Regions from separate parts of the Pan troglodytes genome. Here region 2 is linked to region 1. A link is a contact called in public Hi-C data. All regions are on one chromosome and are shown on one strand. The core of a region is the stretch at or near the end of the contact, and the rest is flanking DNA. Distances in the headings are between cores, read along the strand shown.

The links. Hi-C and Micro-C count contacts between places; a contact is called where the count stands out from the background.
Region 2: a Hi-C map of stem cell-derived neural progenitor cells shows a contact between it and region 1, with 2.8 times the contacts expected there. The contact joins the enhancer-like site here to the promoter of FOSL2 in region 1. A contact is called at or near these places in 1 of 7 Hi-C or Micro-C datasets (stem cell-derived neural progenitor cells) and 1 of 1 other capture datasets (stem cell-derived neural stem cells).

What each region holds. Positions count from the first base shown.
Region 1 is chr12:94,459,946-94,467,706 of NHGRI_mPanTro3-v2.0_pri, reverse strand. FOSL2 (FOS like 2, AP-1 transcription factor subunit) reads left to right here and starts at 3,875. Exons shown (of 4, transcript XM_009442218.5): 1 at 3,875-4,886. The coding sequence starts at 4,785.
Region 2 is chr12:94,578,792-94,586,552 of NHGRI_mPanTro3-v2.0_pri, reverse strand. The region is part of intron 10 of BABAM2 (BRISC and BRCA1 A complex member 2); the gene reads left to right. Among named protein-coding and RNA genes, the nearest start is that of FOSL2, 120 kb to the right of the region's middle. Within about 2 kb of position 4,517, at least 6 of the 24 cell types and tissues checked have an H3K27ac peak or open chromatin away from gene starts, as enhancers often do. A contact at or near this core is called in stem cell-derived neural progenitor cells and stem cell-derived neural stem cells, where this site is marked.

The DNA of each region.
Region 1 (7,761 bases), core at 2,626-5,125:
CCGGGTGCAGTGACGTGCACCTGTAATCCCAGCTACTTGGGAGGCTAAGGCAGGAGAATCACTTGAACTTGGGAGGCAGAGGTTGCAGTGGGCCGAGATCACGACACTGCACTCCAGCCTGGGAGACAGAGGAAGACACTGTCTCCAAAAAAAAAAAAAAAAAAAAAAAAGATGGAGTTTGCTCCTGAACTTACAAGGCTGGACGCATGGCAAACAGCAAAGCGCTGGGTTTAAAGTCAGGTGAGATGGCTTTGAACTCAGGCTCTGACACTTACAGCTGGAAAATTTTGAGTAGGCTGCTGTGACACTCTGCACCTCAGCCTCCTTTCTGGCAATCCAGAGTCACTCTGCTGTCTATATCCCTTTCAGAGATGTCATGTGTAAGGACAAATGAGGCGATGTGTGTGAAAGGGCTTCATGTATCCCGTGCTGAGATGTGTGGGCCAGCACAGCTCTGAGGGGGCAGCTATTCTGGGATTCCTCATCTCTCAGGGGCCAAACACTGGCCAGGATGGACAAACAAGGAGACTGGCAAAAGTAGGGCAAGAGAGGTCTCAGAGACCCAGAGAGGCAATGAGAAGACAGCTCACCTACCCTTTTCTTCCCAGCTCATCTACCCTTTTCTTCCCACCCCAGCTTCCCCCTTCCCCTTCCCTTCCCTCACTTGACATGGCCTCTTCTCTAAGCTGAGGGATGCCGCTGAGGCTATTTGTTCAGTGGAGAATTAAGGCGCACCTCTAAGTGTAGGATAAAGTCATGTACCAGATAAAGACCATGCCTTCCAAGACCAGTAAGAGAGAGACAAAGACATTCCAACAGGAGGCAGGTCATGCCATGTCCTGGGGAAAAAGAAGAGCCTGGTGTCGGAGAATCTCAGCTGCACTCCTAACAGATCACTAACTCACTAACCAGTTCCCCTGGACAAGTTATTCAATCTCACTGTCTTCTTCTGCAACCAGGGAATAATACCCACCTCCAGCGTTTGCTGTGAGAATTTCACGGAACAAGCCCTGTATTCAGCATGGTGCCTGGCTCTGATTTTAGCACTCAATCAAGGGTCACCTCTATTTTTAGCATTCCAGGGAGCCAGAGGACCCTTTCTAACTGGATGATTCTGGAATGATTTCCCAAGGAGAGGGCACTTGGAGGCTGAATTCTCTGTATGGCAGGCACAGTTCGCTGAGGCACTCGCTCAACCGGGGGAGGTCAGTCCCGCAGCAGCACCAGGGCACAGCGCTGTGTGTCCGGCGCTGGGAGGACTGATAGGGGGTGAGCGGGCTGCGGAACGCAGGCCTCCCGGCGGGCAGAGGGAGCCAGCACGAGTTCTGGAGTAGGAGAAGGCCGGGATCAAAGCGCTCTGAGGCAGGCCAGGGCGCACCAAAGGGAGGCTAGTGAATTGCATCAGCACAGATTCCGTGATGCTCTGCAGACGTCTCCAGGCTGCTGGGCTTTACGGGAACCCACAAGAAAGGAAAGGACCGGGGAGCTGGCAGGGCGAGGGCGGGCGAGGGCGCGAGGGTGCGCTCGCCCGCGCGCTCCCGGCGGCGCCTGGCCGGGGCTGGGCGCGCCCGGGACTGCGGAGGCCGCGGAGGAAGCTCCCGCTCCCCTTCCCCCGCCTCTTTCCCCCCGCGTTACTGGAAGGACTGTGTGGGAGAGACCCAGAAGCACCCGGATTTTCGAGCCCAGGTGGGGGAGGGCGGGGCAGCCTCTACTGCTCAAAGGAAAACCAAAAGTGCGTCTGTTAGCGCCGCTCCGACACGCGGTTGCTACTGGGAGGGCTCAGGCAGGGCGCTTTGGCCGCGCCTCCCTTTGCAGCCCCCAAGACTTGGCTAGGGCGGCCTGAGGCCCGCGTGGCGCGGGTAGGGGCTGAGAAACGAGTGGGAAAGTGTCACGATTTCTTCTGTGCCCCTCCCGTCCCTACCCCCACCCCCAGTTTTCTGGGTTTTGCTGCTGCCGCTGGGGAAGGACTGATTCGTTTTGCGTCAAAGGACTGCATTTACTCAGTCCTGCTGGGAGAGGCGCGTAAACACCCAGGCAGGCCAGGACGCAGGGATGGGGAGGGGGAAGAAAAAAGCAAAGCACCCACGGCCGGCGCGCGCGTCCGCCTGCCCCACACCCCTCTCCTGGGCCTGCGGAGTTGGGGACTCTGTCCAGCGGGCAGCAGCGGAGGTGCGAGGAGTCTGGCTGGCCTCGCCTCGTCGCGCACGCGCGCGCGTCCTTGGGGATAGCGTTCAGGACAGAATGTGTTTTATAGCTGTAAACAATGACCCCGAGTATTGTTTGGGATTACCGTATCTTGGGGCCCTTGGGGCGGCCAGATGCCGCCAGCCGTCCCGGAAATGCCAGCGCTTTATATAGAGCCCCAGGAAAGCTTCGCGTTCCCGGCTCTATTTTTCTCTGCTACCAACACCCCCACTTTACAGATAAGGAAACTGAGGACAGAAGTTGTGTGACGGTGCACAGCGAGTTGTCTGCAATGGACTCTCAACACCTCTTAACATTGGGTCCTCATAAGGACCCTGTGGGGTACAGATGGCTGGCGCTACTTAAGAATTGGGTAAACTGAGGCTAACACAGACCCTGGACCAAAACCTAAGTTCCCTGACTTCCGCTACAGTACTTCTCCATTCACACACACCATCATCTCAGCGGAAGGATTGGAGCTCCAGAGCAGAGAAGGGCCTAAGGTCATGTCTCCAAACTCCTTCACTTTATAGGAGGAAACTGAGGCCCAGAGAGGTTAAGGAATTCGTCCAAGATCTCACAGCTCGTAAATAGCGTAGCCGGGCGTTCCTGCTCCAAGGTCTGTGCTCTGTACCCTGCGCCGCGCCCCTCTCAGCCCCGCCCAGCGAGGGAGGAGGACCCAAATGTCCGGCAACCCGCGCCCTGAACTTCGCTCCAAAACAGCTGAAGACGACAACGTTGGGGCACACCCTCTCGCTGGCTATTTTTTTTTTAAATTCGTAACAGTCTGGAGTTTGCTTATAAACGCCCGATTACTCTTATTAGATGCGTCCTAATTGCCCGGCGTACAGGGCGGCCGGAATGTCTTGACTGGTTAATTTCATCTTCAAGGCTACTCCTAACGAATTAACTGTAGGACCGAAAACATGAAAAACAAAAAACAAAAAGGGAAGCGGTAGGCAGACCGCCACGGAGGGAAAAATAGGCAGGCCAGCCCCGCCCGGCGCCGTGCCCCGCCAAGACCCGGCCGCAGGGCGGCGCGGGCACCCTGCGCGCCCGCTGCACTCGGCGGCGCCGCGGAGGGCGCCTACGACCGCGCGCAGCCGCGCCCTCCCTGCGAGCGGCTCTGCGCGCCCGGCTCCCGGCCTCCCGGTGGCGCCGCACCGAACCGCCCGTCTCGCCGTCAGGGCTGTGATTATTTTCTAAAATCCGGAGCTGAGACCCGCGCGGCCGCTCTCGGGGCCCCGCCCCGAGCCCCTTCCCAGGGCGGGGGAGAGGCCGCAGCGCACTCGGGAGCGGGCGAGGGAATCCCTCTCCCTCCACGTCACCCGAAAGCGAGGAAACCCGCACTCGCGTCCTCTAACGCAAATGACCATCTTTGGCAACGTGCGCCAATGGAACAGACCAAGGGCGCTGGGCCCGGGGGGTGAGCGGGGGACTGGGGAGGGCCGGGGCTGCCTCGGCGCCCCCGAACCGTGCGTGCCGCCCGCTCCCGCCCGGGCCACCGCCTGGCTTCCTCGCGCGGGGTGCGCGGTTGGCGTCAGCGCGGCCGGGAGCCGGGGCTGGGAGGGGAGAGCTGCGCCCGCCTCCTCCCCTCCCGCGCCTCTTCCTCCTCCGCGGCCTCCTCCCCCCGCCTCCTCGTGCGCTCCTCCCTGCAAGGTGGAGTCTGGGGTTGACGTGAGTGAATCCACATGGTACAGGGCTGGAGAATAAAGAGTGTGAGTTGAACTCGTGCCATTGTAGTGACTCATCTCGGGCAGAGCGCTAGGGCTCCGAGCGAACCAGCGAGAGAGCGAACGAGCGGCGCTCGGCGGGGACAGAAAGAGGGAGAGAGAGAGAGAGAGAGGGAGAGGCGCGGCCGGGCGAGGCGGGCCCGTCCGGGAGCGGGCTCCGGGGAAGGGGTGCAGGTCTGGGCGCCGGAGCGGGGAGCGGGGCCGCGTCCCTCTCAGCGCCAGCTCTACTTGAGCCCCACAAGCCGCTGTCCCCCCTGGCGCGCTCGGGGCCGCGGGACGGGCGCACGCCGCCTTCTCCTAGTCAAGTATCCGAACCGCCCCGAAACTCCGGCGGCGAGTCGGCCACGGGAAGTTTATTCTCCGGCTCCTTTTCTAAAAGGAAAAAACAGAAGTTCTCCCAGCGGACAGCTTTTCTTTCCGCCTTTTTGGCCCTGTCTGAAATCGGGGGTCCCCGGGGCTGGCAGGCCAGGCTCGCTGGGCTCCTAATCTTTTTTTTAATTTCCAATTTTTGATTGGGCCGTGGGTCCCCGCTGAGCTCCGGCTGCGCGCGGGGGCGGGAGGGCGCGCGCAGGGGAGGGACCGAGAGACGCGCCGACTTTTTAGAGGGAGGGATCGGGTGGACAACTGGTCCCGCGGCGCTCGCAGAGCCGGAAAGAAGTGCTGTAAGGGACGCTCGGGGGACGCTGTTCCTGAGGTGTCGCCGCCTCCCTGTCCTCGCCCGCCGCGGTGGGGGAGAAACCCAGGAGCGAAGCCCAGAGCCCGCGGCGCGGCCGGCGGACGAACGAGCGCGCAGCAGCCGGTGCGCGGCCGCGGCGAGGGCGGGGGAAGAAAAACACCCTGTTTCCTCTCCGGCCCCCACCGCGGATCATGTACCAGGATTATCCCGGGAACTTTGACACCTCGTCCCGGGGCAGCAGCGGCTCTCCTGCGCACGCCGAGTCCTACTCCAGCGGCGGCGGCGGCCAGCAGGTAGGTGCGGGCCCCGGTGCACCTGGCGGCGCGGGCGGACCCCTGCCCTCTTCTCGCCGCCACTGCCTCTTTTGCTTTCTTTTCTTTTTCTTGGCGAGAAAATACCTACGGGCCACCGTTGTAAGTTCTGGATTTTCGTCCTCCCCTTCCCCCCCACCCCCTTTTAAACTAGGGGATTGGGGAGTGGGCTTGAAGAGACAACATGCCCTTTTCCTCTCACATTATATTTTACCCAGATAAACTCCTGGAATTGTAGGCCCCCTACCAGGAGCCTGTTACCTCCTTCCAAGAACTACTCCCCCTCCCCCGTGTCTGCCCCCCCCCCACCCCTGCCCCGCGTCTTCTCTCTGGGTGGTGGACAGACAAGAAAATCTTTGCACCCACTGGCACCTCTCGACATCCTGGGACCCTATTCCTTCAGGAAAGCCCTCTTTCTCTCCTCCCCGTTCTCCATCAGTCTTAGCTCCTTTCTGAAAGGGGTTGGGGACCCAGAAACATGGTTGGACTCCTTCAAGTAATCTGGAGCGAGGGCGAGGGCTGCCGCTCTGGGAATCAGGTGCGAAGGTCAGGAAGGAAGAAGCCAGCCTTGGTTGGCTCATGCCGCCTGTGTGCCCCCTGCCTGCCTGCCTGCCCCCCCCGCCGACCCGTCTTCTGTAAGGATCACGGACAGGAGGCTGCACTGCCCCCCAGGAACGAAGGAGCACCTTGAGGGTCTGGGGGTACCTGGAGCAAGGAGACCGGCAGAGAGAAGAGGGGGTCGGGTGGGGGAAGAGACATCACGCAGGCTCCTGGGTGGTTCTGGAAGCAGAAAACAACTTGTTTCTAAAGCAGCCGGACTGGTTTGCGCTGGAGGGATTGTGCGTGTGATCTTTGTGTTTATAAATACCAGGAAGGTGCTGTTGGGGGGGGGGGGTGCTGATGGCGTGCCTGCCCTCTGCTGCAGCTCCCCCACCCGCTCTGTCTCGAGAGAGAGCTGGGTTAACGCAGGCCCGATACAACATGAAGCCCACCGTGGTCAGCATCTGTGGAGTCTAGCATAGTTGGCTGCAGCAAGGGATGCTCCATAAGGCGGTGGCCTTGGCCTCTAGAAGGGGCTGGGGTGGGCTTCCAGGGAGGGGTGGACTCAGCTGGAAAGAATTTTGGAACGTGGCTCTCTTTTGGATCTGATGGGGGGTCCCTTGTTCCAAAGTGATTCCCTATACCTGGTGAGTCCCCAAAATGGCTTTTCTGCCTTCCCTCTGCCTCCCATGGTGCTCCTATAAGCACCCACAGTAGAGACAGCCTAGTCTGTTCATTGAGGGTGCAGTCAATGCACCCTTCGTAATGAGCACCAAGGTGATGAGTTTAATATCCGAAAAGTTGTTGATTATGTTTGCTTCCCAGCCCCGCTAGTGGTTTGTGTTGAATGTAAACATCATGAGGGAATAGGTTGAAGTCTGTACCCACTCCCTCCGTCTCCCGTTCAACAAACCCCAAACGCCTGTCTGTCTCCTCCTCCCTGAAATCAGGAAGGGATCTTTTGATTTCTTCTCTGTTCTTTTCCCTAATGTGTCTTTGGATCACAATGTGATTCCCCAATGTGATCATTGGAGTATTACAATCTCACTGCCTGGTTTAGCATAGACCCTGGGGCCTGGAGGGAAGTCAGACCGGACATCAGTGCCCCAACTGAATAATCTGTGTCACTAGGGCTTTGAGCCCAGGATGTGAGCGGAGGCAATTCCCGGTTTTGGAAGAAAATCAGACAGGAAACCAGTGCTAGGAAGAAGGAAGAGAACTCAGTCCAGCAGAGTGTAATAGGGCCTCATTACCGAAGCAAAAAGCAGCTGTTGGCTAATTCCTAGCATGCTGTAACACATGAGTGTTTTGCAATTAGCAATAACCAGTGCACGGGGTTTCGCATAGACGCCTGCCCATTCGGCCCGGCAGTGTGTGAGGCGCCTTTCAAACCGGAGGGATTGGCAAGGTAATGCCACTTGAGACAAGTTTCTTGGCCTGTCCGCTCCTTGGTGTGGTGGTGGTTGGGTGGGGGACGAGGAGGAACTGGTGGATTTTTCTGTCATTGCTCCAACTGTGAACAAAATTGTTCTGTGGTCCTAAGGACTGACCTCAGAGGCTTTTGTTCCTCCACAAGTCTATGCTATGACCTTGCCCGATCTTGGGCTCAAGGTAACTTTACTACATACCAGATAAAACCTGTAATCCCTTTATTTCTCTCAGCTTCCTGTACTGGAAGACTTTCCTGGCAGTTAGTGGATGGGCCTTTCTCTTTTATGGCATCTCAGTGGACCGATCCATATGAGACAGTTCTCTGGTTTTTTCTTTGGGGAAGTGAATTTTATTTTTTTCAGCTCTCTCTTTTGGGGGTCCAATATTCCTGATTAGTTTGTTGCCAGTTCTTCAACCCAGAGCTTTCCCGTCCTCTCTAGCTTCATGAAGCTGGATCTTAATACATGGCCATGAGCTCCAGTGACTTTGGGGGTGGGGGGAGCAGACTAGTCTTTGTTACAGCCTCTGTTCTTATATATGGCAGGAACTTGAGGCATGAAAAATATTTCCTGTTCCAGTTATAGTTTTAATCTCAAAGGTTGGTCATTGGTGATTTTGTTTTGTCAGTAACCGTTGCACACACCTCCCCTTCTTAGATTTTTCTTTTTGCTGTTGTTTTTTCTCTCCTAACTTTCCTAGGAAAACATCTCCCAGATATATGCCCTGCCTGGCTGCTTGACTATTACGGTTTCAGGGCCTGAGCATTACGCAATCCAGCCAGTTACACAAACATAGGTCATTTCATAACTTGTTTTCATCAGCTGGGCCCCCTTTTAATGAAAAAACAAAACAAAAACAAGACCTAGAACTTTTCCAAGGCTGCTAT
Region 2 (7,761 bases), core at 3,268-5,767, 120 kb before region 1:
CTTTAAGTAGTGGTGTCTGGCACCTATGTGCACACTCTGTGTGGTCTTTATGTTTTGGAGAGAGTTATGGCTGCTGCTGCTATTGGTCGTGTATTTGACTGTACCTGAACCACATACCACCTTCGTCTTTCCTGAACCAAGAGTCGACCTGCTGTTCACCCAGATGGCATGACTATTCCTTCAGTCTGTTGCTATCTTCTGCTGTTTCTACAGAAGAGCCTCAGCCCTGAATCCAGATCACACTAATAGTTGTTATTTATGAAACACTGCAACATAAAAGTCATGATTGCTGTTCTATAGCAGAGAGGTTTAGTGACTTGCCTAAGATCCCACAGGTGGTAAATGCAGAACCAAATTTAAACCAGTTCTCAAATGTCCAAATTCAAATGCAGCTCTTTCTCTTCTGCCTTGCTTTATCTTACTCACACAGTGATGTAATGCTAGTGTTTCTTGATCCTTATACTGATATGATCTTGCCCTCTTCCCTGGGATTCAGGAGGCAGGTCTACATGAGATGCAGGCACACCGAGTTAATGTGTACAGATTATGTTCCAGAGCCTTGGAGAAACAAAAGGCTATAGCGTGTCTTATTTGGTTCTTCCCAGTTTGGAAGATAGCTGTCCATAAGCACATAGCTAGCTCTCAGTGGGATGCCTAAGGTGTTTGGCAGTGTTTGAGATAAAAGGAGGCAGCTGCTTCACATATATGGACTTCTTCAGAAGCACACAGGTGTAAGGTCTTAGGATTTTCACCCAGCATCCCAAATAGAGGAGATTTTTGTAAATGCAAGGTGGTCGAGTGTGTTTGATTTGATTAGGCCTCAGGCTGGACAAGAGCCACTACCTCCCACCCAGGCAACTTCCTGCTGCACCCTGGATTTGTTCCTTCAAGGATTCCCCAGCCAGTCAGTGAACCAACATGATTTCCTCTCCTCGTGGCCTGGGCCCTCACAGGGACAGCTGTGCTTCCAATTCCAGTGACATGACTCTGTCACAGTCTTCAAATAATTTCTAGTTTTCTTTTTCAAAGAAAGAAATTTTGAGAGCTCTGTCCACACATTGTAAAGGAAACAACCCTCTTAAATATCCATGCCCTTTACAGTGAATATTCCATTGACATATTAAACCAGAGGCAGTCTCATGATTTTGAAAAGGATTTTGGATAAATGTAGAAGGCATGTATCACCCGAAATCCATCCTTTATGGAGTCATTAGTTAAAAGGGAAAGGGCCAACCAGGCAGGTTAACAATATGATATAATACAGAAAGACTCTGCATATCAGTTTCAAAATTGTACATTTAAAACAAGTTCTCAAGTTTCAGTTTCATTTTATGTATGCATTTATGCTCAAGCTTGGTAATTACCCTCAGCTCATGACATTTATACCAATCAGTAATGTTTAATTATCCCAGATGATTACTCCGTCAGTTCTAGGCACATGGTGGAATGTAGAGGTGGTTCCTACCTTCAAGGGCATTAACTTTCAGTTGGCATGTGTGGAGAGATGTGGTAGATACAAATACATTTTGGAAGGGGAGGGGAAGGAGAGTTATGTTGGCTGGTAGAGAATTGGGAGAATTCTTTTGGGAAAGCATCCAAGGGGAGGTGGTTTTAAGATTCCACTTTGGAGGCTAGGAATGATGAACAGGAGACAAAAGATTCCTTCTGGGATTTAGACCAGCTTACTGTTCAAAAAGCAACAATGAAGGTCTGTGACCATAATATGTTCAGAACTTCAATTCAAAGGACAAATAGAAATCAAACACTTATCCATGAAAAAGTTGTAAAAACTAAATTAAATATCAAGTTTTTTGTTTTAGGTTTAGAAATGTGGTTGCTGGGTGTAATAATTTGGACATGTCATGGGAAAATGATCCTTTAGGCAAAATCCTTTAAAACTTGTAGCTTTGAGGAGGAAAGTGGAGTCGTGATGGAACCCCACATAACAAAAGGGACAGCCTGTTGCTTAGGCAAAGGCTGCAAGATAAGAGGAATGGGAACTGGCTCAACTCAAGGATTCAGACCTTGGTGTAATTCAGAACAGTCAAATGAAGGTGACTTCAGACTTCTGTGAAGCTCACTTTTGCTCCAAAGAGTGGTGGGAGCATAGCAGAAAGTCAAGAATTGGACAGAACTTTTTCAGTTTGACTGAAGACTCAGCGGGGCTCCACGTAAACCAACAGTTATTGAGCCTGTCCCATCCCAGAGGTACATGATAATGCAAGATGGTCCCTGCTGTCAAGCTGCTCATTGCCTGGCAGGGAAGTTTCTGAGACCAAGAAAGCCCACAGTGGGATAGGGACTTCCGAGGGTTCTGTGGGAATCAGAAGGGAGCACCTCCCTCTGCCTGAGGGAGCTGGGGAAGGCTTGACAGAGAGGCCATTGAACTGGGGACTGACGTGGCTGGGACGGCATGTGGAGGGATACAAGTTTGGGAAATGGAGAGGCTGGGATCTGTCTCACTGGAGGAGGGCAAGTGCAGGAAGTCATCCATGGCCACACTGCTTGCAGCCAGTCTTCTGGAATGCCGTGGAACTTTCTTACTCTGGCTGTGAAGGGTAAAAATAAGAGCTAGCACAGGCACATGGAGCTGATACGACATCCCTGTTTAGGGCACAGTTCTTACCCAATTCCACAGACCGAACATTTTCTGCTCCATCCAGCTTTTAATGGCAGACCAGTTTCTATGAACTGAGGCTTCAACCCTTGGAATGATGTCTCATTTGCCCTTCTCTTTTCTCCTTCTTAACCACTTAGGTACCACATTGTACAGTGCAGTGGGTGCAGTGGTTCATGCCCTGACTACATCAGAACCCCTGAGAGCCTTGGCAGATTCTGAGGACTGAGCACCTCCTGCCTTTCTTCTCTTCTCTCCTCTCCCTGTTCCACTGTTCAATCTGAAAGGGGTTAGGGAGGATTGGTTGCTGAACTTGTGTGGTTTTAATAAAATAGCTTCAGGCCAGGCCCAGTGGCTCACGCCTCTAATCCCAGCACTTTGGGAGGCCGAGGTGGGAGGATCACTTGAGGTCAGGAGTTCGAGACCAGCCTGGCCAACATAGTGAAACCCCGTCTCTACTAAAAATACAAAAATTAGCTGCATGTAGTGGCATGGACTTGTAGTCCCAGCTTCTTGGGAGGATGAGTTACGAGAATTGCTTGAACCTGGGAGGCAGAGGTTGCAGTGAGCCGAGATTATACCACTGCACTCCAGCCTGGGCAACAGAGCAAGACTGTCTCCAAAAAAAATAAAAAATAAAACAGCTTCATGGGTAAATCTGATACCCAGCAAGTGTGGAGGCTACACAGGCAGTCAAAGGAGCACCCATCTCAGTCAGGAAACTGGGTTAACTTCTCAGCCTCACCATGCAGTGGCTCCGAGATTCAGCTTCCTCGTCTGTGAAATGGGATTGACACTTACCCTGCCTAGCTCACGGAGGTTTGTGAGGATTAAATCACATGAAAGCAAAGGGGAAGGCGTCATGTGCTATAGAAATGCAAGGTGTTACTCATTCCTGTGTTTGCCACTCCCGTGCCTTCACCCTTGCTTATAACCTGTCACCTCCAGGACTAGCTCACTGGCCAGCTGGTTTGTCTGTGGCTCTTGGGCCTTGCCACCACATTAATCATTTCAAGACACCACCTTTATCTGGCGGCCTTCCCCAGTAGACAGGCTCACCTTCCCCATCCAGCTTTCTCTCCCACTCAGCCTTGGCCTCTTTGTTGACCCTTCTTGCTTTCTCTCCTTGACCTCCTCATCTTTCTTGCACCATTTCTTAAAAGCTGTCTTCAGCTTCACTCTCTAACCGAGCACTCCCACCTGAATAACACTTGATCCAAATAACGTAATTATGAGATCTGTTATCTTGAATGGTTCCTTAATTGTCATATGTATTTGCTTCATTATTCTGCTTAATTTGCTTACTGAGGTCCAGGACTAAATCTAAACCATGTTTTGTTTTGTTTTTTGAGACAGAATCTCATTCTGTTGTCAGGACCAGAATGCAGTGGTGCGATCTTGGCTCACTGCAGCCTTAACCTCCTAGACTCAGGCAATCCTCCCACCTCAACCCCCTATGCCAGTAGCTGGGACTACAGGTGCACCCACCATGCCCAGCTAATTTTTTGTGTTTTTAGTAGAGACAGGGTTTTGCCATGTTGCCCAGGCTTCTAAACCATGTTTTAACTCTTTGTTATGCACAGCGCCTGGCCCGGTGTTAGGCACTAGACAAGAGCTCAGTAACCACTTGCTGAAATGGGAGAGCTGAGTGGTCAGAGCACCTTGAAGTCTGTATAGCACTTGCATTTACAGTGTCCCTTTTCATCGTCACAGCCCTGAGAGGTAAATGGTGTGACTCTTCCCATTTTGCAAATGAGAAAAGAGAAACTTAGGAGAGGTTATGTAACATCAACTTTGTGGGCTGAGGCTGAATGAAGACCTCGCAGAAGAGACCAGACCCAGCATGCTCCAGTAGCTCCACTGCAGGGGGTGGCTGCTTACGAGGACAGAGAGCGGAATTCAGATGACTCCAGCTGACCTACTTGGTGCAAGTCAAGTGAATACTAGTCGGGAGGGATTAGATGACTCAGCCTCTGCCTTCGTTGGAGTCAGGAAGTAGGCTTTGCAGTCCATTTCCTGGGGAATTTTCAGATGGACCAGTGATTTCATTTTCCTCTTCTAAAGCACCCCCATGCACAGGGAAAGGTTGTTCACATGGCCAGTTGGATGAAGCCAACGGATCTGATGTCTTAAAGGAGAAGCTGAAACAGCAGTGGAAACTTTCTAGGCCTGTTGGTATTAGTAATTTCATTCCTGGCCAAACATGAATGAGAAATCCTTCTAGTCCACTTTGACTGAAGCTAGAGTGTGGATTAACAGTGCTTTGATATTTCAGTATTGCTGCCCAGGTTGTGAAGGTATAAGCCTCATGCAGGTCACCTGCTCTTGCCTCCATTGTACCTATTGCCTAACTGGGACAGGCCTGGGGTGGGGCTGCTGAGAGCTGACAATGCCAGGCCCGGAAAGGCAAGCTAAAGACCAGCAGGCAGGCCTCGGGGTTGGAAAGCTACACAGTAAACGGGTGGAGTACCAAAGCTTAGTTGTGTGTCTAGAGAATTCAGGGCGTGGTGAGTGATCAGCTCCTGGAAGAGCAAAGATTAGTATTTAATACATATGCATTTATTAGCGTGGCTGGGTCTCTCGTCAAAAATGTCATAATTTCACAGATCAGGATTTTAAAGCAAATAGAATTATTGATATATCTCTTCCAACAGCCAATAAACATCCCGCAGAGAGGACAGCTTACGCATGGGCCCACACAAAGAAAATTGCAGAGTCTTTGCTTAAGCTTCAGCCTGAAACATTAAAATTCTGATTTTCATGTGCTGTTAGAAATAGTTTTCAAAGAATTCCTTCCTCCAGCCCCATCACAACCCCTGCCCATGTGAGAGGTTAGGAGTAAATCATATGTTTTTTAAAACATTTGCTGAAACCTCCTCCCTTTTCCAAGTCTACCAAATTTTTATCTCAAAAAAAAAAAAAAAAAAAAAAAAAGAAAAAAATGGGACTAATATGACAACAAGATTTGTACCTTCACAGTAAATAGTACAATTTAGCTGAGTAACTTGTGGAAGCTTGTTAGGTTGAAGTGACTCACTTGCGTAGATGAAGTTATTTTTAGAGATGTAATTTGTACTGTTTAGAAAAGAATAAAGAGATGGTAAAAGGCTAGATCGCTCATTATAGTTTACAGAGCTCATGAACCCAGCATCCATGCAAAAGATGACTAAGCAAGGGGTCGGTTGGTACTTTCTCTCAGAATTTTACAGATGTGAGTCATCCACTTTAGTCTGCAGACACAGCACCGAGATACCTGTGACTCAGCTCTCATTTAGAAAAAGCCCTAGAATTCAATTCTGATACACTTTTATAGTTAAGTAGTGAGGAAATTACATACTGAAGCAAAATATGCCTTTGTAACGCGCAGCCATGGGATGTTTTTAGCAAAGACTGATTTATCTTCATCTCTGGCCTTTGAAAGAATTGACCTGTGATCCACGCTGGGTAACGTGCCCATTCAGCCTGCTGGTGCACATCACAGTGCCCACCTTCTTCGTGTTTGGCTCACAACCCAAGTACTAAATTGTCCTCAATAGAAATCTCAGCCTCACCCTTTCTACACTTGGATGCCCCAGCACTAAGGCCCACTTCCTTTAACCAAATACATGTACATATATGTGTTTGTATATATGAAAATCTTCAGCCTAAAATATTAAAATTCTAGTTTTCATAAGCTGGCAGAAATAGCTTGCAAAGGCTTCATCTCCTTCACTCTTTACGTATGTTAGGGGTTAGAAGGAATAAAATCATGTTTTCCTACAGTATTCTCATACTTTTAGTAAACTCTGCACAAAACACACATACAGTTGATGAGCATTATCTTTACACATTAGCAGACGGCAGAGTAGGCCCATGTTCTCTGTGCAGGGCCATTGCTTTGTTCTGAGGCGCAGGGCTCTGCTGGCCTAGTGACCCTCCCCGTGCAGCCTCATGCTTGGATATCTCCCTCGTCACTGACACACACTGATGACATAGCCTGCTTGGAGTTAAGCCCTCAGAACGTAACCTGTCCATTTATGTATTTATTTTTAGACAGAGTCTGGCCCCATCACCCAGGCTGGAGTGCAGTGGTGCGATCTCGGCTCACTGCAACCTCCGCCTCCTGGGTTCAAATGATTCTCCTGCCTCAGCTTCCTGAGTAGCTGGGACTACAGGTGCCCGCCACCACACCTAGCTAATTTTTGTATTTTTAGTGCAGACAGGTTTCACCATGTTGGCCAGGCTGGTCTCAAACTCCTGACCTCAAGTGATCCTCCAGCCTCATCCTCCCAAAGTGCTGGGATTACAGACGTGAGCCACTGTTCCCAGCCCATAATCTGTCCTTTTAAATATATGGAAAGTGGTCCCTTGTAGTTTGCAGACACATCAATAGATTATTCATAACCAACAAAGGATTTTGTTTATTATATTTGCCAAAGAAACATGGACATGGTTGCAAAAGCAAATACTTCACAAAGATGTATAATGAAAAGCAAGAGTACCCTGCCCCATGCCTGCCCTTTCACAGCTGCTTTTAACCACTTCTGGTGCTTCACGGTTGCCTCCGTAACCAGCTGACTGTTTTGTTCCTCACCTGCTATGTCTGTAGCACTATTACCAAGAGCGTTCAGGCATGCAGAGGTTAAAGTCTGGTCCTATTGTTAAGGAGAAAAGCCTTGTGTACCTTCAAGTCAACTCAGCAAACATTTGAGTATCTACTATGGACCAACCCCTAGGTTAAGCCATGTGGTCACAGAAATGGATAGCTACACTAAGGAGTTTGTACTCGGGTAAGGGAGACAGGCATGCAAACACTGCATGGAAAATGCCATAATACATGTGTAGAAACCCCCTCAGAGGGGTTTTACACATATGTCCTAGAGCTCAGTCTTGAAGTGCAATTAGAAATCTGGTAGGTAGATAAAGAGGAAAGGATGTCCAAGGCAGAGAGAACAGTGTATTCGTGGGCTGATGCAATCCATTCCAAATATTGGGAATAATTCATAAAATCTGATTTTTAGGATAAGTGAGTTAAGGAAGTAATGAGGAGATGAGACAGGAAAGAAATGCACCTAGTTATAAAGACCCTTTTATATACATTGTTCAAAATATATCCTATTACTGATGGAAAGCTTTGGGAGTATTTTGAACAGGGATGTGGCATT